Linked DNA regions of Mus musculus: regions 1, 2, 4, 5, 6 and 7 are each linked to region 3. Evidence: chromatin contacts called from public promoter capture Hi-C data. All regions are on one chromosome and are shown on one strand. The core of a region is the stretch at or near the end of the contact, and the rest is flanking DNA. Distances in the headings are between cores, read along the strand shown. Region 1 holds the start of Kidins220 (kinase D-interacting substrate 220). Region 2 overlaps Gm36287 (a long non-coding RNA gene). Region 3 holds the start of Rsad2 (radical S-adenosyl methionine domain containing 2). Region 4 holds the start of 2900060N12Rik (RIKEN cDNA 2900060N12 gene). Region 5 holds the start of Klf11 (Kruppel-like factor 11). Region 6 overlaps Gm36287 (a long non-coding RNA gene). Region 7 overlaps Kidins220 (kinase D-interacting substrate 220).

Region 1 (2,893 bases), core at 34-2,533, 1.5 Mb after region 3:
GCAGACCAGGGCTACATATTAAGAAGACCAGGGAGGGAGAGGAAAAAAAGGAGAAGAGGGGGATGAAGGAGGAGGAGAAAAAGGAGGGAGGGAGGGAGGGAGGGAGGGAGGGAAGGAGGGAAGGTAGAAAAAAATGAAAAAGAGAAAAGAATTTATGGAAACGAGATGCCAAAGATAAATCTGGAAACCATTCTCAGAGTGTTTAAAAGGATTCTCAAACTGGTGTGCAATTATTTGTCTCCTGACCCAAATAGTCCCATTTTTGCAGGCCTGTGGTGAAGCTCAGAAACAAATTTTTAACAAGGACCCCCAAGTCGGTCTGATCAAGTTGACTGACTGTCGTTGTAAAGCTTGAGAACAAAGAACGCACCTTGCCACAGCATTTCCAGTCTTGGCTCTGAACCAGACACCCAACTGCCCTTAAAAATAGATTATGTGTCTTTTCCTTTTACTGTAGACGCTTTGTTTTTTCGTAGCGTCAAAAAGAGAGCGGGGGACTAACCCATCAGAATCACCTCCAAGAGGTTTTTCCTCAGCCACACCCCACACCAAGAAATGGGAAGCTCTGAAAAGCAAAACCGGTGCATTTTTAGCAAGCACCTCTAGGGGGCAGAGAGCTCCACAAACAGTTATTAATGAGAAAATGGTCTAAAATGGTTTAAACGTGAAGACAACCTAGGGAAAAAAAATGTATACAAATCCCCACAAAGCAAACATGGACGCGTTCTATTCGGGGGCTTGCGGGCATCTTGCAAGGCGTTTAAAAGCCTGCACAGGACAATGGGGGCAGTGGGTTCGGCAATTTAGCACAGAAGAAAACAACTTCTCCTCCCTGGAAAGCAAAGCAACCAAGAAGGTAAGGCTCAGGGGCACCGGCTGCGGGACTCACTAAGTGATGGGTGTGACAACAAGGAAAGCGGCCTGGGCCTGGAGTCAGTGCCCACGGGAGAACGCCGCACCGGAGCGCCTGCCTTCCGCGCTTGGCTGCACCGACCTCGCCCGACGCCCGGACGCCCCGCACCCAGCCTCCGATCCCGGCCCCCTCCCCCTCTCCGGTGCCACCGACAGACTCGTCTCCCTTTCCCCTCCCCCCTCCCCCAGCCTCGGACACTGTCGCTCTGCCTCACCCGACCTCTCCGCCTCCGCACTGACCGTGTCACGGCCTGGCCGAAGACGGCGCCCTCAGCTCTGCAGAACAGCGCCGCAGACCTTGTCAGAGGACAAGACGCCAAGAGCACACAGCTATGCCCGCACCACGCCCGGCGGCCATCTTCCTAGGAGTCAGGAACTGACAGGTCACGTGGTCGTGTGGTGGGCGGTGCTCCTTGTGGCCACGCCTCCTGGAGGGGGCAGTGTGGGAGGAGTTGCAGGTGCTGAAGTGGCTTGGACGCCCTTCCCTCTATTTTAAAGGAATGGAAACATTGCTTCTTTGCCTGGTTTGGCTTCAGATGGTTTGGGTTGGGTTAGGTTGGGTTGGGTTGGGTTGGTTTTGATACAGAGTCAAAGTCGCCCAAGCAGGCTTCAAACTTGCTATGTAGCCAAGAATGACCTTTACGCTCCCGATCCTCCTGCCTCCACCTCCCAGCTGACCCAGCTAAATTAGTGTATTTTTCACAGGTGCCCCAGGCAATATTTTTCCCTGTCATTCGCGCTTTTGAAAGTTAATTTATAACCCGTACCTGGCATTATAAGCAATAATTCAGAGAAATAAACAACAATTACAACTTTGGAAGCCATTGCCCACTTTGCAAATGAAAGTCGCTTAGTTCCTCCTTCCAGGGTCCAGAAGTCCGAAATCTGCCTTCTCCATCATCGGAAGAATGCACTGCCTCCGCAGACGTCCATACTGCCTCCTTCCAGCTGAGGACCCCCCGCCCCAACCCCCCAAGGCCCTTCCAGACTTTGCTCTTCCCACCTCTGCAGAAGTATCACCAAATGCTATTAACTGATCCCTGACCACCATCAGCAACCCCATCCTGGCAATATTCCCTTCAAAGGGCCTCCTGACACCCATTTCCTAGTCTTCTTCCAGGCATGGTACTCCTTCCCAGGTTCCACCTACCTTAATTAATTCAGAGTTCCAGAGTTCTGCCCACGGTCAGTCTCATCCCCAATATGGCCGATATTATAGGCTCCCTCCTGATCCATCTCCGGAAGTGAGTGGGACCCCCACAGGAAGTGGAAAGTTATCTCACATATCACCCCATACTGTCTAAGCAGTTCCTGTGTTAATCACTCAGATCTATTTTAAACCTTTTACTCCCCCATGGGCTGCCGACTCTCTCAACTCCTCTCCCTACCCAGAACTCTTCTTATCTGTCAGGACACTAAGCACTTCTCAGTTAAACTCTTCAGTACTGCCCCCCCCATCCGTGGAGCCCGTTCCCCACAGCACCTGGGAGTGAGGCTCTTGGAAGGCGTGCCCTCACAGACCTTGCCCTGTTCTGCCTGCCTTCCCCTTCAAACCCTGCCAGGGCAAACTGGCCAGTATTTTCTGCTAATAGACACACTGGGCTTCGTGGTACACACCTTTGCCCTCAGCACTCAGAAGCAGAGGCAGGGGGAATCTCTGTGAGTTAGAGGCTGGCTGCATAGTGAAACCCTGTCTCAAGAGGAGGAGGAAGAAGAAGAAGATGAAGAAGAGGAAGGAAGGAGAGAAGGGAGGGAAGGGGAGGGAGAATGTTATCAAGGGGTGAGAGAGGTCACTGAAAAGATCTCACTGAAGAGAAATAGCTGCAGAAATGTAGTTCCTGTGCCCTTGGGGGCTACCCCCAGGGGCTCAGCTCACATTTGAGAAAGATTGGCTGAAGGTTCCTGGCCCTAGCCTTCCAACTCATTTCTCATGCAAGTCTCCCAGACCCTCCTTCATGTACCTTTAACTTGTGCAGAGGGA
Region 2 (3,053 bases), core at 170-2,669, 1.3 Mb after region 3:
GCACCTCAGGGAGCCTCAGGTGTCCACAAGACACTCTATGAAAACATCTCTGTAAAATAAAGGAGCCAGCTGAGCTAGGAAGGCCATCTCAACTCTAAAGCACTAATCTCTTGTGGGAAGTTCCAAGAGCTCAGAACAAGGCAGAGGTCAGATCTCCTCAGAGGATTCCTGCAAAGAGCTCCGGGGAGATCACAGTTCACCTGCAGAATCCTCATAGCAACCGGGACAAAGGCAACAGACGGTGTGTTCTTCTGCTAGATGACATAGTGCAGGGCTCAGGAAGGCCACAGCAGTCACGAAACCACCAAAACACAGGCTGGGATAGAGAGACATGGGCTGTCAGCCTTCAGGCTGTTGCAGTCCTGAATTCCAGCTCCAATACTACATGAAAAAGTCTAGAATCAGAAACCTTGTCCTTTGGAGGGGACCAGTGAGTCCAACCAAGTAAGATTAAATCCATGCCCCAGGAACCATTCCTCGTGGGCTAAGAAAAGCCAGGCCCTTTATAGTATCCAGGCCTTTCTTAATGCATCCTCACACGGATTGTGGTTTTAGAAGAACTGTTTAGTCTTTTATGGAATCCAGATCAACCAAATCAAACCATTTTTATCTTCCTCTTCTTTTAATAACATCCAAAAAGTAATCAGAATGTTTCTTTCAGTTTTTCTGGAAGCCTCATTCTGTGGGCCAGGTTGACCTCGAGCTCTTGGCAATCCTCCTGCCTCAACCTCCTCTGCACTGAGATTAGGAGCATGTACCACCACACACAGTTTATGCAACACTGGAGCTAGACCTCAGGGCTTCTTCATGCAAGCTAGACAAGCACTCTACCGACTAAGCTACAGCTCAGGACGACCCCCTGTTATCTATATTTGGTGCACAGCAGAACAACATGGTGGATAAAGTCAGATCCCAGAGCCAATAGAGCTTAGGTGCTGGCTTTCTTACCTATGAGCAGCTCTATGCTCCAATATCCTCAGTTGTGAATGAGACAATATTTCAGTTCAGTGCTAGGACCAAGTTGACAATGAAGCACCATCACAGGCAGTTCTTGTTATGACCATTTCCTAGTGCACTCATCCTTGCAAGGGATGAGTGTATCACCCACAGCCTCGAATACCATCAATGACTGGTTCTTCAGTCAGGCAACATTGCATGGCCCCTGTCTCAGAGGACAGCATGCCCAGGAATCCAGAAAAGCTTAAATAGGCAGTTTCCTCCTGGCTGCAGCTCCCCTGATTGAGGAGCAACGAGCATGAGGAGACCATTGCAATGAACGTACAGGCTGGGAGAAGATGGGGGCTGCAGGGCCTCTGAGCACCCGTGTTTCCCCTGTAGTCACCCCAGATGGTCTACAGCTGCCACCTCCAACATTATTACAGGTGCTGGGCCAGGCGCTGAGGCAACAGTTACAGATTCCCAGCCAGAGCTCAGCTGGGCTCTCAGCCCAGACACTCCCCATTTGTGGGTGCTGTGAGGCAGCTCACACTTCAGACACAATGTCTGTGACACAAAGTGGAGATACTCCGGACTTCCAACCAGGACCACACAGGCCTGCACCACACAAGTGGGCTCTTAGGCTCCTAGCAGAGAGCTTGAAAGACACTCTCCCCAGGTAAGAAGACACTGTAGAGACAAGGCATGCTGGGAAGCATGAGATAGAGGACTCCAGAGACAGGTGTCACAAGAAAGAGGCAGCTGGGAGAAGTGCCAGCTGTTTCAACCTTAGTCTCTCAGAGGAACTTTTACAGAGTGACAGGGTTGACACAGGTGATGCACACAGAAGTCACTTCCAGATTCCAAGTACATATCATGTGTGCAAAGAGGCAGCTAAGTGGCCAGACAATCACACCCTCGCCCCAATAAGGCTTTTCTGATGAGCACCTACCTTAGCCCTGTTTAGGTTCATTTAAATGGGTTCTGTCTACCCCTCAGGTCATCACCAGTAATTTCCAAATTGTAATGACCCTAGCTCCATCCCAGACTTTTTTTTACAAAAGATCTGTATCAACGTGGCTCACTTTTATTTCCAAGGTTGGGAGCCAAGGAGGTGAATCAGGAATGGACATACATTTATCAAAGATGGTAGAGGAGAAGAAAGAGCCGTTGAGATTTGAGAATGGAAGGGAAAAAAGAGAAAAAACAGTATGTAGGTCCTGAAGGTGCAGCGTTCAGTAAGTGCCAGGAATGATACACACACACCGTCTCCATTATCCCAAGAAACCTGAACCCAGAAGGCTAACCAGAGGGACCTGTGCTAAGTCACAAAAGCAGGTGGCTTCAGGCTCTAAAGAGCTTCCTCTTTCCTCTGCACAAAGCTCCCTGCTGAGACTAAGGAAGGGGAAGGACAATAAGAAACTTCTGGGCAAAGACACTGGGGAACTATGTTTGCTCAATAATATACTGTGGGCATTGTGTGCACAGGCAACCAAAGCATTTGCCAACTGCTTCCAACGACCATTGTTGGAGAACAGACTGTAGCCAAGGCTGTGCAGTCAAGAGTCCAGCTGGGCAGCACAGGCAGATTATGCAGGGAGAGCCAAGTCCTGGGGCCAGCCCTACTACCCCAGCATGGTAGGACCCACACTCAAGCCATGCATAGTTTCGTGTGTTTCCTTGCCTTCAAATATAATGGAGGGACTAGCTTCTGAAATGCCCTAAGCGCAGATCTAAATGAGACGTGGAGCCATCACCTAAAAACCTTTCAGTTCCAATGATTGCACACATACATGGGTACATACACACATATGCTCACAGAGTAAGAGGCTTGGTTTGGTTTGGTTTGGTTTTTAAGCTTTTGCAAGAGAGAAATCCTGTTGTCACTATGACAATCCTGATGAACTTGGGTGGGCATTTTGCTCCTGCTTCCGTCCCTTCCCTGATACAGGGGTGATAACCTCAAACTGTGAGCCAGTATAAAGCTTTTTCCTTCCTTAAAGTGCCCTTGTCATGTGTTTGTCTCAGCAGTGAGACAAATAATTAATTCACTATTAATATATGGCAAATTATATTACATTACAATCTGCTGTAATAAGGGCATCTAGTGTCAAACT
Region 3 (3,096 bases), core at 42-2,541:
TAGCATTGTACCATACTGGCAAAACTTTAAATGGAGGAGTTTGAGAAATATTTACTCCATATGTCCTTTAATAACATTAAAAAAAGAACCAATTATTAAGGAATCAAGTTTTAAAATGGCTATGCTCACAATCATCCATTGGACGGAGCACAGGGTACCCAATGAAGGCGCTAGAGAAAGTACCCAAGGAGCTGAAGAGGTTTGCAGCCCCATAGTAGGAACATCAATATGAACCAACCAGTACCCCCAGAGCTCCCAGGGACTAAACCACCAATAAAAGAAAACACATGGTGAGACTTGTGGCTCTAGCTGTATATGTAGCAGAGGATGGCCTAGTCAGTCATCAATGGGAGGAGAGGCCCTTGGTCCTATGATGGTGCTATGCCCCAGTATAGGGGAATGTCAGGGCCAGGAATGGGAGTGGGTAGGTTGTGGAGCAGAGGGAGGAGGAGGGGATGGGTGATTTTCGGAGGGGAAACTAGGAAAGGGGATAACATTTGAAATGTAAATAAAGAAAATATCTAATAAAATATATGTTAAAAAGTAGCTTAAAAAAGAATATAAAGTTGGGTGGGTAGGGAGGTGGAGAGCATCTGGAAGGAATGGAAAAGAAGAAAACATGAGAATATATTGTATTATTGTATTATTATATTGTATTCAATAAAAAGGTTTTAAAAACATAAAATGACTAAATTTACTTTGCCAAATTTCTCTGTTGTGTTTGCCTGGAATATACCAGTCTTGAGTCCTTTTGAGAATGTTGCCAGGCACTGTCAAGGTCAACATACAACTGACTTGCTACATACCAAGCTATAAACATACCAAGTTACAAAACTCTAGGGTTTTGGTGAGTTTGTTTTGTTTTGTTTGTTTGTTTGGGGGTGGGTGGGCGGGGAAAGAGCAGAATATTTAAAAATTGTTGAGTGTGCATAGATAATCGTTGTAAGAGGCTTAATGCAAATATTTTGTTTGTTTGTTAAAATAACAGCCTGCAAGGATGCAGCTATATGTCTGTCTGTAAGAAACTTGTTTCAGAAACTCGTGGCTGCTGGAATTCTTGCAGCGTCATCAGGACAGATGTTTACAGGGGTTATAGGGGCAGCCGGAAGCCAAGGAAAGGCAGTGAGTTGGCCTGCGCGTCCTAAGGTTCAGTCTTGGCTCTGGTCCAACTTTCATTTTCAGAAAACAGAAACTCTGTTTAACTGAGTCAAGGGAGGTGTTTCCCTCCTCCTTGTGACACAGTGATCAAATGCTTGGGGGCGTGGCTAGCTGGGCCACAGTTTATAAGCCCTTACAGGCAGCAGCAGGTGTGTGCCTATCACCATGGGGATGCTGGTGCCCACTGCTCTAGCTGCTCGGCTGCTGAGCCTGTTCCAGCAGCAGCTGGGTTCCCTCTGGAGTGGCCTGGCCATCCTGTTCTGCTGGCTGAGAATAGCATTAGGGTGGCTAGATCCCGGGAAGGAACAGCCACAGGTCCGGGGTGAGCCGGAGGACACCCAGGAGACCCAGGAAGATGGGAACAGCACTCAGCCCACAACCCCCGTGAGTGTCAACTACCACTTCACTCGTCAGTGCAACTACAAATGTGGCTTCTGCTTCCACACAGCCAAGACATCCTTCGTGCTGCCCCTGGAGGAGGCCAAGCGAGGACTGCTTCTGCTCAAACAGGCTGGTAAGTTCCTGGACCAGACAGAAGCCAGGATGGTCCAGGACAGTTGTGCATAGGATAGGCATGGGAAGGGCTCCATGAAAATTTGCCACACCAGGGAACAGGCAGATTTGCATGAATGAGAAAGGAGCACCAGGGAGCCAGGAAGGACCTCCAGGCTGGGAGTTGGCCTGGCCAGGACCATGGAACTCACTCTTGTTGGCAGAGGTGTGTGGTCAGTGACCCCTATTCATCCTTGTGTTTGGAACAGAGTTCTCCCAGAGAAATCTGATTTCCAGAAACACTAAGTGAGGAAGGGGTGGGTGTGTGGAGACCCAAGTCCTCTATGTAAACAACCTGGCAGAAGTTTCACCCTGTTCCATCTGTATTCATTGATGGAAACTTCTCTCTCTCTTTAAAAAACAATCTGTGTGTACACATGATGTGTGTGTGTGTGTGTGTGTGTGTGTGTGTGTGTGTGTGTGTGTGTGTGTGTGTGAGAGAGTTTGTGTATTCATGTGTATGTGTCTCAGTCTGCTGCTGGGTACAGCAAGTCTATGAGCATCATAGGACAATTTCAGGTGTTAGTTCAGTCTTAGCCTTGTCAAATCCTGTTTGAGACAGGATTTACCTTTGGTTCGCTGCTAATGTACAATATTGATTAGCATTCAATCCTTGCAGATTGTCCTGTCTTTCCTCCCATCTGGAAGGAGGAGGGCCAGCAGTACAAACTCCCACTACCATGTTTCAGGTTCACTTGGGTGTTGGGGATCTAAACACACATTCTCAGAGCTGTCCAGCCTGTGTATTACACACTGAGCCACCTCTCCAGCCCCATGGGAGCCTTAAAATATTTTCGACAGGTGTGTTATGGGATTTTCTTCCCAAGACTTGCTGTCGTACTCTATCAACCAGTCTCAGGTATGCATTAAGCAGTGAAGTTCAAATACAGCATCTTCTCCTCTGAACCTCCCCTTCCTCCTTCCCTCCCTTCCGCCCTTCTACTCTTTCCAGAACACCTGCTCACCTAGAGACTACCTTATCTTTCTGGCTACCCTTTAACTGAAGCACAGCAGATGTGTCTAGGCGGCAAGCATGCTAGCTGCACTTCCAGCTGACTCACTCAGCCAAGAATTCTCCCTGGAGCACAGCTGGGAAAGAGAAAAGTCATTGGCCAGTGCTCCAGGTACACTCTGGCCTCCAGTCACCACACTGACCACATGGGAACTCCCAAGCAGTTTCTGATGCTCACGTCAGACTCGCCTGATTCTGTGCTGTGATAATGGAATCATACAGTACATAGGACCACTCAGCAGGATCTGCCTCACTCAGCTCGAGTCTATCCTGGCTCATTACCCACAGTAAAGACTGTAAGCTTTGTTATCTCACTGGACCTACATCAAGGTCTGGTCGTTTTTCACCAGGAGTTTAGTAATGTAGCCAGTCTT
Region 4 (2,781 bases), core at 222-2,721, 1.6 Mb after region 3:
ATTTTAAACAGTGAAGCACAAAGCCTGGAGCACACAGTGTTCAGCTCAGGTGTCACCTCCAGCTCAAGTCCAGAGAGGAATCTTGTGTTTTACATGCAAACCTTAAGATACCACTAGCAGCTACTCAAGCTGAGCCCATAGCCCTTGGAAGTGCAAACACCTCCAGATCAGAAATAATGTTAGGCTGAATTTCCAAAGTCAATTTCCTTCAGTACTGGAGCTAGACCAGCTATCTAACCATACCCCACCAACAACTTTCCCAGACCTTTCTCAGGACATACTTCCAAAGTTCCTTTGCTCAATAAAAATGGCGCTGCTTTCTCCATCCCAATGCTGTTTATTTCAGTAATCCTGAGGCCCTTTAAACAATCAAATTCGACTGGCCTCATTTAAATGCCAGCCTTCCCTAGTGTCAAAAGCTTCTCTGGGGGTAGGGTGAGGGGGTAGGATGGCTGCTCCTATCCACAGCTGCAACTTTTTCACCAGAAACCCTAGCATCGTGAAGTCACGTTGACTTCTCTTCATAACCTGTCTTCCCCCAAACTGTTGCCTCTCCGTCTATTGAGCCACACTTCAATGCAAACTGTCCCCAAGTGCAGAAGAGCTTAAGCCTCGTCCATCCACGCCGTGTCCTGGGCACTCGGCACCCAAACCATTCTTAGTCTCCCGATAACCCGCAGCAGTGCCAGGTCCACCGGTCCCGGGACTCCCGGGTCCGACGCCCGGTGGCCCGGCAGCGACAGCATGCACGCGCGCACGTCTGTCTAGCCCTCCCCGGCGGGCTGTCGCCGAGCCTCCGCCCGCGCCCACCCCCGCCCGGGCGGCGATGGGAGGCTGGGTGGGCACAGAGGCACCAGCCGGAGCGACAGCCGAGGGGACAAGGCCAGCCGCGCGCCCCCGCCCCGCCGGGCGCCGGGCACGGCGGTCCCGGCCCCAGCCCCCACCCTGCTCCCGCCCGGGTGGCACCGCGGCCGGCAGAGGCGGCCAGGGCACGACGCCCCGGACGCCGGTACCTGATCGATGGGCAGTTGCACGGCGTTGCTGAGGGGCTGCAGCAGGGTGGAGCCCGTGGTGCTGGTGGTGGCCATGGCCGGGCCTCGGCGCTGCGTCCGCTCGCTCCGGCCAGGCGCCGCTTGCTTGCTTGCTCGCTCTGTGCCGAGCTACGCCGAGGATGGGGATGCAGCGGCGCGCCCGCCCCTCGGCCGCCCGCGGTCGGAGCAGCCGCGCGGGGAGGGGCAGTGGGCGGAGTTAGTGGCCCCGCCCACTGCTGGGCGCCCCGCCCACCCAGCCGCGCGGCCCCCTCACGCCGCCGGGCGGCCCGATTTCCAGCAGCTTCCAGAGCCCCCTCCCCACCTCGCGCACTCGTGCGCCAGACAGCTCCGCGGTCCAATGGCGTCGCGGCGCCCCGACTCCCACAGCCAATCAGAGGACGCTGGCCTCGCCGCGCCCCTCCTCCGTGCTGAGGACCCCAGCGAGGGGCTGAGGCTCGACCATGGCTGTCGCCCGAGGGCGACCGAGAGTCAGGCTAGCTGGTGGGGGCGTGTGAGGGCGGCTTTGCCTCCGCCTCTGCTCACTTCCTTTCTCAGGAATGGTGGGCGCCGTCCCCACCCCTCACTGGCAGTGACGGTGGACAACAAAGGGGCTCGGGGTGGCGGCCAGACAAAGAGTTGCAGCGCCGGGGGAAGTTGGGAACAAAGGTAGGGGGCTGGGAGCTTCAGGGAGACGCGCTACAAGAACCCCAAAGCAGAAAGTGCCTTTGTCTCCTGGGCTGCCCAAACTTGCGGAAAGCCGGGTGGTCCTACCTCACCCGCCGCCCACCTGGGCCTGATCGGCCGCGCTGGGACGATGCCCTCACCGCGCATCCAGCTGAGAGGGAAACAGGTCGGACCTGGGCAGCGCCCGAGGGAAAGCCTGGGTAGCCAGCGGCCGGCATGTAAAGGCCCCGCCTCCTCAAAGGAAAGGCTGCTGGTAAGCATCCCTTCGTGCCTGCGAGCCTCTCTGCCAGATGTGAATTCTGCTGTGTCCACACCTCCATTCCAGGAGGGCAGTTAGTGTGTCAGCCCTACAAATGTGATCTCTTACCCTTTAAACTAGCCATGGGAACACCTGGAAAATGCCAGCATCGTCCTCTCAAAATCCAAGGATTTGGAAACTAATATTTAAAGGGGGGCGGGGGTTTAAATGTGCTGCTAACACTGCTTTTAAAGGTAGACTTATGTGAGTCCCCACAACAACCATGTGAGGCAGGTATTGTAACCACCCTCAATCTAGCAAGGAAATTGAATTCCAGAAAAATTACATAACTTAACCAAGAGCTAAATAACAGTGTGTGGGGGGGGGGGGGGCCTGAGATCCAACTAATTTAGCCCCAGTTTTGACCTCTTAAAGACAAGGCCCTCTTCATTCTCAGGTTTAACACCCACTCCAGAATAGCCATCAACTACTAGGTACAGCACTTCCTCAAGGACCACTCTAGAGGCTTCAGTAGTAAGAGCGGGCAAGTAGTGCTTCAGGAAACCTGGCTGTGGACTCAGCTCTCTCTGAAAAGGGGGTTATTGAATTTAGTTGGGATAGTCTCTTGCTGCTAATATTCTCTGGGTGAACAGCTGAGTCCTAGTAAGGTAGTCTTTTAGAGGATGGGGAGAAAATAATTGAGATCTTTCACTCTTAATATTGTGTTCCAACTAGCTGGGACCAATTAGAAATCAAACCTGTCCAATAATCTACTTCCTAAAATAGTCCCAAGTCTGGACCTCTCTATTAATATAACCTTGGATCGAG
Region 5 (2,808 bases), core at 117-2,616, 1.8 Mb after region 3:
TCCAAAAGAGAAACTTAAGCCTACAGACACATATTTCCATACATATTTTCTGAGCTTCAAAACTTCCTGTCTGTCCAGATTCCCCTTCACTGAACAGGCAAAGATATGACCATAGGGGCCAGACAACCTCCTGGAAGGGTATTTTGATTATGAGCCTTCAAGTGGAATCAATGTCCAGCCCCATACTAGGAAAGAATGCGAACGTAGGTTCCCTTGAGTCCATGTAATACTGTGTTCTCACCAGGAACCTGCTCCGCACCACTTCTCTGGCCCCCTACATTTCTATCAGGTTCTGTTGCTCCACACCCTACACCTTCTGACAGAGGTCCCTGCCATGACTTCACTCAGTCCCTGGGCCCAAGCCTGCAAAGTCCCATTTTACCACACCCCTTCTCACTTAGACTCCACCCTTCGCCCAGCTCTACCCTTACCAGCCCATTAAGCTTGGCTGACACACCTCTTCGAACCACACTCTTGCACACTCGCCTATCAAGACACACTATTGCCTTGCTCCTCATTCCGTCGTAACCCCATCCAGGCACTCTGGCCACACCCTCCTGAGATACCTTTACTTTGGCTCCACCCACAGCCCCTCCCACTGCACTCCTACCAGATGCTCTCACCACACTCCCTCCCTTCGGCTTAGCCTTTGCCCCGCCCCTAGATAAACTCTCACTATGCACTCTTACATCGGCCCCGCCCCACAGTCCTACCAGAGGTTCTCACCAAGCTCTCTAGCTTCGGTTCCGCCCTCTTACACTACTACCAGGTGCTTTCACCATGTCCTTCGCCTTGGTCCCATCTAGTTCCCCCAATATCTCCTCCAAGCACGCTTGCCCACGCCCTAGCTTTGGCCACGCCCCCATGCTGCGCCCCAGCTTTGACTCCGCCCCCAAGTTCCCGCCAGCCGCGCCCACATCCAACAGCGGTCCTCCTCTGGATTCGGGTGACGTCATGGCTGGAAATAGCCGCGCCGGGCGGGGCCGCAGCGGACCAGAGACAAAGCTGAAGGCAGGCTGCCGCGCTAACACACCCCCCTCCCCACCCTGACCCGGCCGAGCCTCCGGGTCCCTGTCCGGACCAGAGCAAATCCGCAGCCCCCACCGCAGCGAGAAGTCGCCATCCCTCCCGCGTCCCCCGTCTCGTCCCGCGCTCAGCCCCGTCACTTACCGCGCGCCCGTCGCCGGGGCCGGTGGAGCCCGGCGAGTGCATGGTGCCGTATGGCCTGCAGGCAGCAATGCTGCGAGGCAGGAGCCCTGCGTGCGGCGGAGGCTGCACGTGTGCGGCGGGCGGCGGTGTCCCGAGCGTCTGTTCCCGGCGCGCACCTCCGCCTTCCTTGCCGCGCGGCTCTGCCTCCGCGCGGCCCGGGAGGCGCGGGAGGGGCGGGGCGCCACGGAGGGAGCGGCCCTGGGCGGGGCGCGCGGGCAAACCAAAATACACCGCTCCCTGCTGGGGGCATGGCCTCTGCCGCCAGCCAATCAGCGCCAGGCCGGCAAGAAGCGGGCCAATGGGCGCCGCGGGGGGGCGCGTGATCGGAGCCTGGCTGCGGCGTGATCCGGCGGGGCGGGCGGCGGCACGTGTTTTGGTCCGGGCTAGAGGCGGGGCGTGAGGCCTGGAAAGTAGGGGAAAGGTCCCGGCGGCGGCGCGGCGGCAGTCGACCGCAGTAAGGTCCTCTTCTGCCGCAGGGGCTGCTCGCAGAGGTCGCGCGCTGGCCCCACGCCGTGGACGGATCTGGTAGGCGGGACCCACAGGGACGGCCTCACCCTGTCTCTAATTTCTTTTAAGCTGTCGTTGGCTCTTAGGACCGCATCTCTGCCCAGGAAGAGGCTTGAAAGCTGCTTGGGTTTAGGGACGACATCCGCTTTTTCCTGCATGGCGCCAGATCAAATGCTCTTCCTACTCTAATCTGCCTTCTGCTACAAAAGAACTACAGCCGTGTAGTCAGCCACTCGACATGTACCTAATGAAGCCTGCGCATCCTCCCCAGTGGCCATACAAAGGACACCCACTTGGGGTGTCCTCAGGCCTACGTGAGACCTGACCCAAATCCTGAGTATCCGTTTTTTCCCCTTGGGCCTTTAGGTGCGGTTATTCATGTACACTCATCACAAGTCTTGGAGAGCAGAGGTCAATGCATGCAGTATGTCGTGCCCACCTCCAACCTACAGTGCAGCAATAGGGCACCCCTCTACTAACCCCCTGATGCCTCACTGCAGAGCCTTGAAACTAGTGGAGGTCTGGGAGAATCATTGCTGATATGAGCAGACAGGAGCTGGACATTATGCTGCCTATTTTTATCAGACAGGTGAGCAGGCAGAGAGGCAGGCAGGCAGAGAGCCCTGTCCTTAAGCTGGTAAGGCCTAAGGGTTATAGTTGCAACCCTGATTCCTCAGTTTCACACTGGCTTGACAATGGAATTAAGTGAACCAAAGAAAGGGAGTTTGTTGAAAGTAACAGTAGGAGTGTTTAAAGGTGAATTCACATGTCTAACTACTGGGGCATTTAACACACATGGAGTTAGTCTTCTACTTGGGCCTGTTTAAATTGTTTTTGCTTCATTCCCACACTGAATTTCTGACTCCCCGTGTTCACCCTTACCTATAATGCCTCCGCCCCATCCAACGTCCCTACTGTCTCCTGTTCTCTCCACACGTGGTTTTATGGCGTATGTGTTGGAGAATAATCTCCAGAGTAATATGTTAATAGTATTTGGAGAGGGAGCCTTTGGAGGGTGATTGGGATTAAGGAAGGGTTATGGGGTCTTAAAATTAGAGAGACCAGCTAGTTTGCTCACTCTACCTGACCACG
Region 6 (3,143 bases), core at 480-2,979, 1.3 Mb after region 3:
TTTTGTATGCAGCTTCAGAGAGAAAAATAACTGTTGTAGAAGACACTCCCTCCCCTACCCCCATCTGGGCCCATGCAAAAGCCATAAAGATGACAGGTGCTGGCCTGAGGTTAAGAGAATTCCAGACAAAAAGCACTTGAGTTAGCATCTGTGGCTGTCCCTGGGTAAACTCCACACAGATCAAAACTCTGTGCCTTGTGGAATTCCAGTCATAGAGATCCGCAGTCAGTGCTCTGTGTCCCATGACCAGGAGTCACCGATCCTTTGCAGACAGTGACAATAAACACATCAAGCAATTTCTCTTCCTTAGGCTACCACCAATCTCAGCCTTGAATGTGTGCTTAAGTAGATTATGTGTGAATAGTTTTACAACTTGGAGGAAGGACACCTCGAGGAAGCCAAGCAAGCAATCTTTCCAACCAGATCCACTTGCATGGTGACCATAAACACACACACCACACACACTCAAATAAACTGAAGGGCATTTGATTGACCTCTACAGGGGGAGGGGGCTGGGAGAAGTTCCAGCACACCACAGGAGCACCTGTTGGGTGGAACGCAGGCCTCCAGCCATGTTAAACTGAAGGTATGACTTAAAAACAAAGCATGCCAGGTGTGGTGCATGCCTTAAATCCCAGCACTCTGGGAGGCAGAGGCAGGTGGATCTCTGTGAATTCAAAGCCAGCCTGGTCTACATAGTGAGCTGCTGAATCACCAGGGTTGAGTGTCCTCTAACACTCTGGATGACATTGGGCAGGGATTCGTGGGAACTCCCCCATCTCTCCTGCATGGATAAGAGAGATATTCGTTAAGTGCAGACTTCGCAGTCGGGAGGCAGAGGGTGAGAGGTGTGGATGTGTTTCCTGTGCCTGTAGAATTGAGTACTGACCACGAAGGTCCAAGTGCAGATAGAAAGTAGGACCGAGGCCCAGAGGTCTTCAGCATGGCGGGCAACTGGGGTTGACAGTGACTTGTTACCTATTTTATAAAGAACCAGAGTAGGAAGTTAGAAGATTCTCAACACAAAGAAGGATAACTGTTAAGGACCTAAGAATGCTGATTTGGTCACTGTAGGTTATATGAATGTTAAATTATCATACCATATCCCATACATGTATATAATGATGAGACGTTGATTCAATATTTTATTACGTTTCTTTAAAAACCTTTTAAAAAGAGATAATCATGTGGATCTCAGAAATAGTAAAATATAACACAACAGGGAAATCTCTCCAGCAGCTAGGCCTGGCCAATCCAACCCAGCCCAATCAATGAATGTTCCAGCCAGGTATATAATACAGTAGGGATCCTGCACAGAGTACTCTGGGGACTACCGAGGCCTCACTAGTTCCCAACTGCCCATGTGACTCTTACAGTTTCTAGCAAAGAACATAGACTAAGACTCTGAAATGGTCAGTTCCCTGAACAAATACATGGTGATGGGCTGGAAGACATTCTTCAAGAAGTAAAACTGAGCAAGCCCCCGGGTGGGGGGAGCTAGAGAAGAGAGCTTGAGTCCTGCTGAGCCTGAGTGCCTGCTTCTCATTGCCCTGGAGAAGGAAGCCTCAGCCAATTGGCACTATACAATGACAGTTTAGCCAGGCTCTTCTGTTACAGAGATTGACTCAGAAAGACAGAGGATGGAGCCCAGGGCAACCCCCAAGCCTCTCCCCTCACTGCTCATAACATGAGGGTGTAATGACTGTCCTCTGGCTTGTTTTGGTTTTGGTTTTGGTTTAGAGCTGGCCGGTTGTGTAACCCCAGGGACCCTGAGACTTTGTGCTAGCCAAAGCCATGCTCTCACCATGCCAGCTTTCCTTTGCTGGCCACAGGAGGAGTTTTTAGGTCCTTACTGATGCTCCTATCTCCTGGGTAGTTTATTTTGGCTCTGATCATTAACCGTACCTGAACATAAAATTACCCAGAACAGAAAACGCCTTTGTGCCTCTCCAGACATCATCCTTCCTCCTGGAGTGCTGGAACTGTAGCCTCAGGAGGAAATACTGGAATAGCAGGGCTCTGCTCACTCCTTGGGCTTCCCGATGAGGCAGGGTTCTGCTACATTCTAGCTGAGGCACAGAGCTGGGCCAGTCAGTGGGGATTATAAAGCTTTCTGGAAAATATAGAGACATATCAGCACTTAATCTGGCATCAGCCCACCAGGTTTGTCATCCAAACTAGTCTGGAAACTGAGGTATGGAGATCCCAAGTTCAGTACCAAGCTGGGCTCCAAGCCAGCCTGGGCAACTTGATGAGACCCTGTCTGAAAAGACAGTGAAAAGGAAAACCGGTGACGCTCTGGATGAGCATACTGGCTCCAGATTTAATTCCTAGCCCCTGATCTCTAAATACTTCTGAATGCTCACCATGAATTGGTGGTCTTGATTTCTCCAAAGCCCCCTATTACCTGTGAGCCCAAATAAACTCTTCATATTGTCAAGTATCCCACAGGAAGGAGATAAGTAACAGCTCGAACAGGCTTCCTTCTGGTCACATGAGGCGATGAGAAAGATCTATGTCCTCAGATTATCTGAGCTGACTCCAAGGGAAGGATGCAGAGAGAAGGGACTGTCCTCAGACTCTCCAAGGGGGCTGTCACTTTTCTATGTGCACACTGGCTTCCGTGGGACAACAGCTCCAAAGTTGAACTCTCAAGTCCTACTCAGAAAAGGCCAGCAGTCCCCTGGAAATGGGCTTCCTTCCAGAGTGAGGAGTGGGTGGCTCCTCTCACCTGTGAACTCCTGTCAATCAAGGGGCTCAAACACAGCAGCGTGCAGAGTTGAAATGCCAGCATCCAGGGAATCCTGGAGCCTCCCCCAAGAAATCAAAAGCCCTAACAAAGTTCTGCTTTCTGCAAACTGGAACCTTCCTCATTCTGGTGGAAGCCTGCCTCAGACCTTCAGGCTGAGATGCAGAAGCAACCCCTCAGCTTAATCTTGTGGGCTACTTGCTCCTGGAACACACCAGGGCTACAGAGTCTACAAAGCCGAACCTCCAGCCCCGCCATCTTAGCGCCAACAGTGACTGGACTCGTGGATGTTTCTCAGGACAGAGACCTGGCCTTCCTCATATTTATACAATCGAGTTGGTCGACTGCAAAGAGGCTTTTCTGAGGTGTGTTGGAGAGGGTGTACCTCCCCAGT
Region 7 (2,878 bases), core at 235-2,734, 1.4 Mb after region 3:
ATAAAGAAGAAACAAAGACAGACTGCAAAAACAAAACAAAGTCTTTAAGGTACAATAAAGGAACCTGTCTCAAATTATTTGACAAAATTGGAAGTTCCTGTCCAATTTTAATTCAGAGAAAGAAATGTTCTTAAAATGGGGGGTGGGGGGATAACACAGATTTGCAATGAACCTCAACAGAAGCTGTGGGTTCGCTGGACCCCAGGGAAATCAGGACGGGAGACTTAAGTTCAGTTTCTAGTACTGGGCTTTAAGGGACCAGCTGCTTTAGACTGTAGAAACGCTAACAAATGAACAATTAAAAGTACAGATTAGAAAAAAGAAACAGGGGAAGAAAGAAGCAGCGTCAAGAGAGTTTACAATCAGACCACAGGAAAGGCTAGAACCCAGGCACAGAGAGAGGCGAGACCATCTTTTCTCTGGAAAGGAGACAGCATCTGTCTCCTTGAAGAGGTCCCACAGGATGCTGTCAGACTAGAGGAGTGATACCTCCCCCACCCACTAATGCAGCTCTCCTCAAAGGCTGTGGGGCCCCTGTACAGGGGACCCATGTGTCCTGAACTGCACTCTGCAGGACATGATGGTGGTCTGTGCCTTCTCTCCTTCATTCACGGAGTGCCCAGAGCTACATGTATGTGTGTTGTCTCAGGAGATGTGAGGGAAGGAGCAACTGGGGACCCAGCAGTCTTCTATGAAGACAATCATAAAGATATGTTAAAACATTCCCATTCCCACTGGACGGTTTTGTTTGAAAAAGTAGCATTTTTTATAAAAATATTATTTATGCTAGTATATAATTACTTAAAATATTTAGAAACATTTTCAGGTTCTATTTAGCTATTTATAGTAACTTACATATGCAAAAGTTTTCTGGGCCCTGATAATTTTTATTACGTGTGTGTGTGTGTGTGTGTGTGTGTGTGTGTGTGTGTGTGTGTAGGTGAGAGGACAACTTTGAGGAGTTGGTTTTTTTTCCTTAAAGCATGTGGGTCCCAGGGATGGATCACACTCAGGTCACTGGGTTGTAGGAGCATCTTTATTGCTGAGTCATCTTGCCAGCCCAGAGACCTGCCTAAGGCTAAGAACAAAGGCTAAGCTCAAAGGGCTGTGAGAGCCGCAGGCAGGCAGGCAGGCAGTGAGGATGGAAGGGTACAGGAGGAAGCACCTGCAGGGGAGTAAGGAGGAGCAGTTTCTCAGAAAGCTGGAAAGGAAAGGAACTACGTCTGTCGGAACAAAGACACCAAAGGACCAAGTATGAACTGAGCACACTGTAAAGCAATTCTTACAATAGTCAGTATTTAATAATAATAAAAAATGACTTCTTCACTTAAGGCACACAGTATGGAGAAAATTAAAAATATTTTCACTGCCAGACAAAAGCCCTCCCAGGAGCACCCGCCAGGCTTGGTCTTCCCCTCCGTCCAGAGCACAGCTTCCTTGCTGTTACTTCCTCACTGCTCCTCTGCACACTGCTCTGGTTCTCCCCCTCCTTCTTCCTCTTCCCTCCTCCTCACGCATACCCCACTTGTACTTCTGCTTCTGACGCCTGCACACCTCTAAGAATATCCCCACAGAAGACGTGGTACAGGCCTGTGGTCCTACCACACAGGCTGCTGCTGAGGCAGGGGAATCTCTTGAGCCCTGGGGTTGAAGGCCAGCCTGAGCAACATGAGAGAAAGAATAAGTGGGATGCGTAGTGCGTGCTCCTATGTATGTGACTTGGGGAACCAAACTGAAGGTGTCAGTAGGACAGCAGGAAGCTAGTCTTCCATACAGGTGCACTTTGGCTGGTAATTACCATATCCCACAGGAAAATACCAAAAGAAAGGAAAGTTTGCAACCACCCTAACACAGCCCCATCCTCACTCTATGTAGACAAGGCTGGACTCGAACTCAGAGATCCTCCTGCCTCTGCCTCCGGAGTGCTGGGATCAAAGGCGTGCACCATCAGGCCCAGCCCCCCATTCTTACTCTCCTACCATTGTCTTCTGGGACTGCTTTCACTCTTCCTGTCAATTCTGAATAACTTAACTTCCTCTGTATTTTGCTTCTGTATTTCTTCCCCTTCAAAATAAACCCAACTCCTTCAGTAGATGGCCCTTGCTCTTGCCCAGCTGGGTTCTCAAGCAACACTGCCTGAATGAGTGTTTTAATGCACCAGAATATCTGCAGTCTTTATTCTCCAATTATATGAAAAATGACACAAAATAAATACCTGCCAACTCAGATTACTGTGCCGTGGGGCTCCCTCGTCTAGGCCAAGCGTGTTCAGTTCTTCAAAGCTGAAGTTCAGGGTGTAGGGAGTCTGGCTGGAAAGCTCCGTGTGGGGCAGTTCACTGTGAGAAGTGCGGCGAGCAGATTCCCCATGAGCAACGGGGGCACTGGAGTTTTCATTGAGAAAACGTGGGTCTTCGGGGACCACCTGGTTTTCCACACTTCTCATTTCTAAGACCTTGGGAGAAGAAGAATCATTGTTTGCATCGTCAAACCCCATTACAGAGGCTTCAGAGAGCGCTAAAGTACAGGACAGTACTGTTCCTGCAAGAGGGTCAAGAAAGCACACTGCCCACTGCGATGGTCCAGTGACGTTATGCCAAATCTTACCTTAATCCTATTAACAATGCTAAGAGAAGTATCCGCATTTAGTGTACAACTTTTAAAACTTAAAAACCAAAATTCAAGTGGAGTGTGTAAAGAAAGCCAGAGCCAAGCAGAAAGCATTGAGACTTACAATGATAGGGACGCTGACCTCAGTATAGAACAATTCTACTCCAAAACAGCACCAAGTGGATGCTTAAGAGTCAGGGAGCGTGGGGCGGGGAAGGTCAGCTTTCAAGAGATTCTGGGTAAACCAATTTGACAAGATTTCTGAAGACAA

Evidence for each region. Promoter capture Hi-C pulls out the DNA fragments that hold promoters and counts their contacts.
Region 1: a contact with region 3 is called in a promoter capture Hi-C map of pre-B cells. The contact joins the promoter of Kidins220 here to the promoter of Rsad2 in region 3. A contact is called at or near these places in 12 of 39 promoter capture datasets (the 3T3-L1 cell line, 3T3-L1-derived adipocytes, the C10 cell line and 7 more), 1 of 115 datasets of contacts at active chromatin or transcription factors (large pre-B cells) and 2 of 9 other capture datasets (bone marrow-derived macrophages and macrophages).
Region 2: a contact with region 3 is called in a promoter capture Hi-C map of the HPC-7 cell line, with 5 times the contacts expected there. The contact joins the enhancer-like site here to the promoter of Rsad2 in region 3. A contact is called at or near these places in 5 of 39 promoter capture datasets (the HPC-7 cell line, hippocampal neurons, liver and 2 more), 1 of 115 datasets of contacts at active chromatin or transcription factors (large pre-B cells) and 1 of 9 other capture datasets (macrophages).
Region 4: a contact with region 3 is called in a promoter capture Hi-C map of pre-B cells. The contact joins the promoter of 2900060N12Rik here to the promoter of Rsad2 in region 3. A contact is called at or near these places in 4 of 39 promoter capture datasets (hippocampal neurons, liver, neutrophils and 1 more), 1 of 484 Hi-C or Micro-C datasets (Th1 cells) and 2 of 115 datasets of contacts at active chromatin or transcription factors (regulatory T cell precursor and thymic regulatory T cells).
Region 5: a promoter capture Hi-C map of pre-B cells shows a contact between it and region 3. The contact joins the promoter of Klf11 here to the promoter of Rsad2 in region 3. A contact is called at or near these places in 5 of 39 promoter capture datasets (hematopoietic stem and progenitor cells, hippocampal neurons, liver and 1 more), 1 of 484 Hi-C or Micro-C datasets (regulatory T cells), 1 of 115 datasets of contacts at active chromatin or transcription factors (large pre-B cells) and 1 of 9 other capture datasets (bone marrow-derived macrophages).
Region 6: a contact with region 3 is called in a promoter capture Hi-C map of liver, with 2.3 times the contacts expected there. The contact joins the enhancer-like site here to the promoter of Rsad2 in region 3. A contact is called at or near these places in 5 of 39 promoter capture datasets (hippocampal neurons, liver, pre-B cells and 1 more) and 1 of 9 other capture datasets (macrophages).
Region 7: a promoter capture Hi-C map of stem cell-derived epiblast-like cells shows a contact between it and region 3, with 4 times the contacts expected there. The contact joins the enhancer-like site here to the promoter of Rsad2 in region 3. A contact is called at or near these places in 12 of 39 promoter capture datasets (the 3T3-L1 cell line, the C10 cell line, embryonic stem cells and 7 more), 2 of 115 datasets of contacts at active chromatin or transcription factors (large pre-B cells and memory CD8 T cells) and 1 of 9 other capture datasets (macrophages).

What each region holds. Positions count from the first base shown.
Region 1 is chr12:24,973,322-24,976,214 of GRCm38.p6, reverse strand. It overlaps Kidins220 (kinase D-interacting substrate 220), which reads right to left and starts at 1,283. Exons shown (of 32, transcript NM_001081378.1): 1 at 1,153-1,283. Gm36236 (a long non-coding RNA gene) reads left to right here and starts at 618. Exons shown (of 2, transcript XR_381341.3): 1 at 618-856; 2 at 1,102-2,893.
Region 2 is chr12:25,177,322-25,180,374 of GRCm38.p6, reverse strand. All of the region lies in intron 5 of Gm36287 (a long non-coding RNA gene), which reads right to left. Among named protein-coding and RNA genes, the nearest start is that of Gm36496, 12 kb to the left of the region's middle. Within about 2 kb of position 1,419, at least 62 of the 459 cell types and tissues checked have an H3K27ac peak or open chromatin away from gene starts, as enhancers often do. A contact at or near this core is called in the HPC-7 cell line and liver, where this site is marked.
Region 3 is chr12:26,454,647-26,457,742 of GRCm38.p6, reverse strand. It overlaps Rsad2 (radical S-adenosyl methionine domain containing 2), which reads left to right and starts at 1,291. Exons shown (of 6, transcript NM_021384.4): 1 at 1,291-1,672. The coding sequence starts at 1,324.
Region 4 is chr12:24,830,007-24,832,787 of GRCm38.p6, reverse strand. It overlaps 2900060N12Rik (RIKEN cDNA 2900060N12 gene), which reads left to right and starts at 1,471. Exons shown (of 3, transcript NR_166876.1): 1 at 1,471-1,968. Mboat2 (membrane bound O-acyltransferase domain containing 2) reads right to left here and starts at 1,189. Exons shown (of 13, transcript NM_026037.3): 1 at 1,014-1,189. The coding sequence starts at 1,088.
Region 5 is chr12:24,649,929-24,652,736 of GRCm38.p6, reverse strand. Klf11 (Kruppel-like factor 11) reads right to left here and starts at 1,366. Exons shown (of 4, transcript NM_178357.3): 1 at 1,171-1,366. The coding sequence starts at 1,212.
Region 6 is chr12:25,142,222-25,145,364 of GRCm38.p6, reverse strand. Gm36287 (a long non-coding RNA gene) reads right to left here. Exons shown (of 9, transcript XR_003950180.1): 3 at 1,906-2,113; 4 at 1-978. Among named protein-coding and RNA genes, the nearest start is that of Gm36287, 4.3 kb to the right of the region's middle. Within about 2 kb of position 1,729, at least 54 of the 459 cell types and tissues checked have an H3K27ac peak or open chromatin away from gene starts, as enhancers often do. A contact at or near this core is called in liver, where this site is marked.
Region 7 is chr12:25,053,372-25,056,249 of GRCm38.p6, reverse strand. It overlaps Kidins220 (kinase D-interacting substrate 220), which reads right to left. Exons shown (of 32, transcript NM_001081378.1): 31 at 2,216-2,452. Among named protein-coding and RNA genes, the nearest start is that of Id2, 41 kb to the left of the region's middle. Within about 2 kb of position 1,484, at least 79 of the 459 cell types and tissues checked have an H3K27ac peak or open chromatin away from gene starts, as enhancers often do. A contact at or near this core is called in embryonic stem cells, hematopoietic stem and progenitor cells, pre-B cells and 1 more, where this site is marked.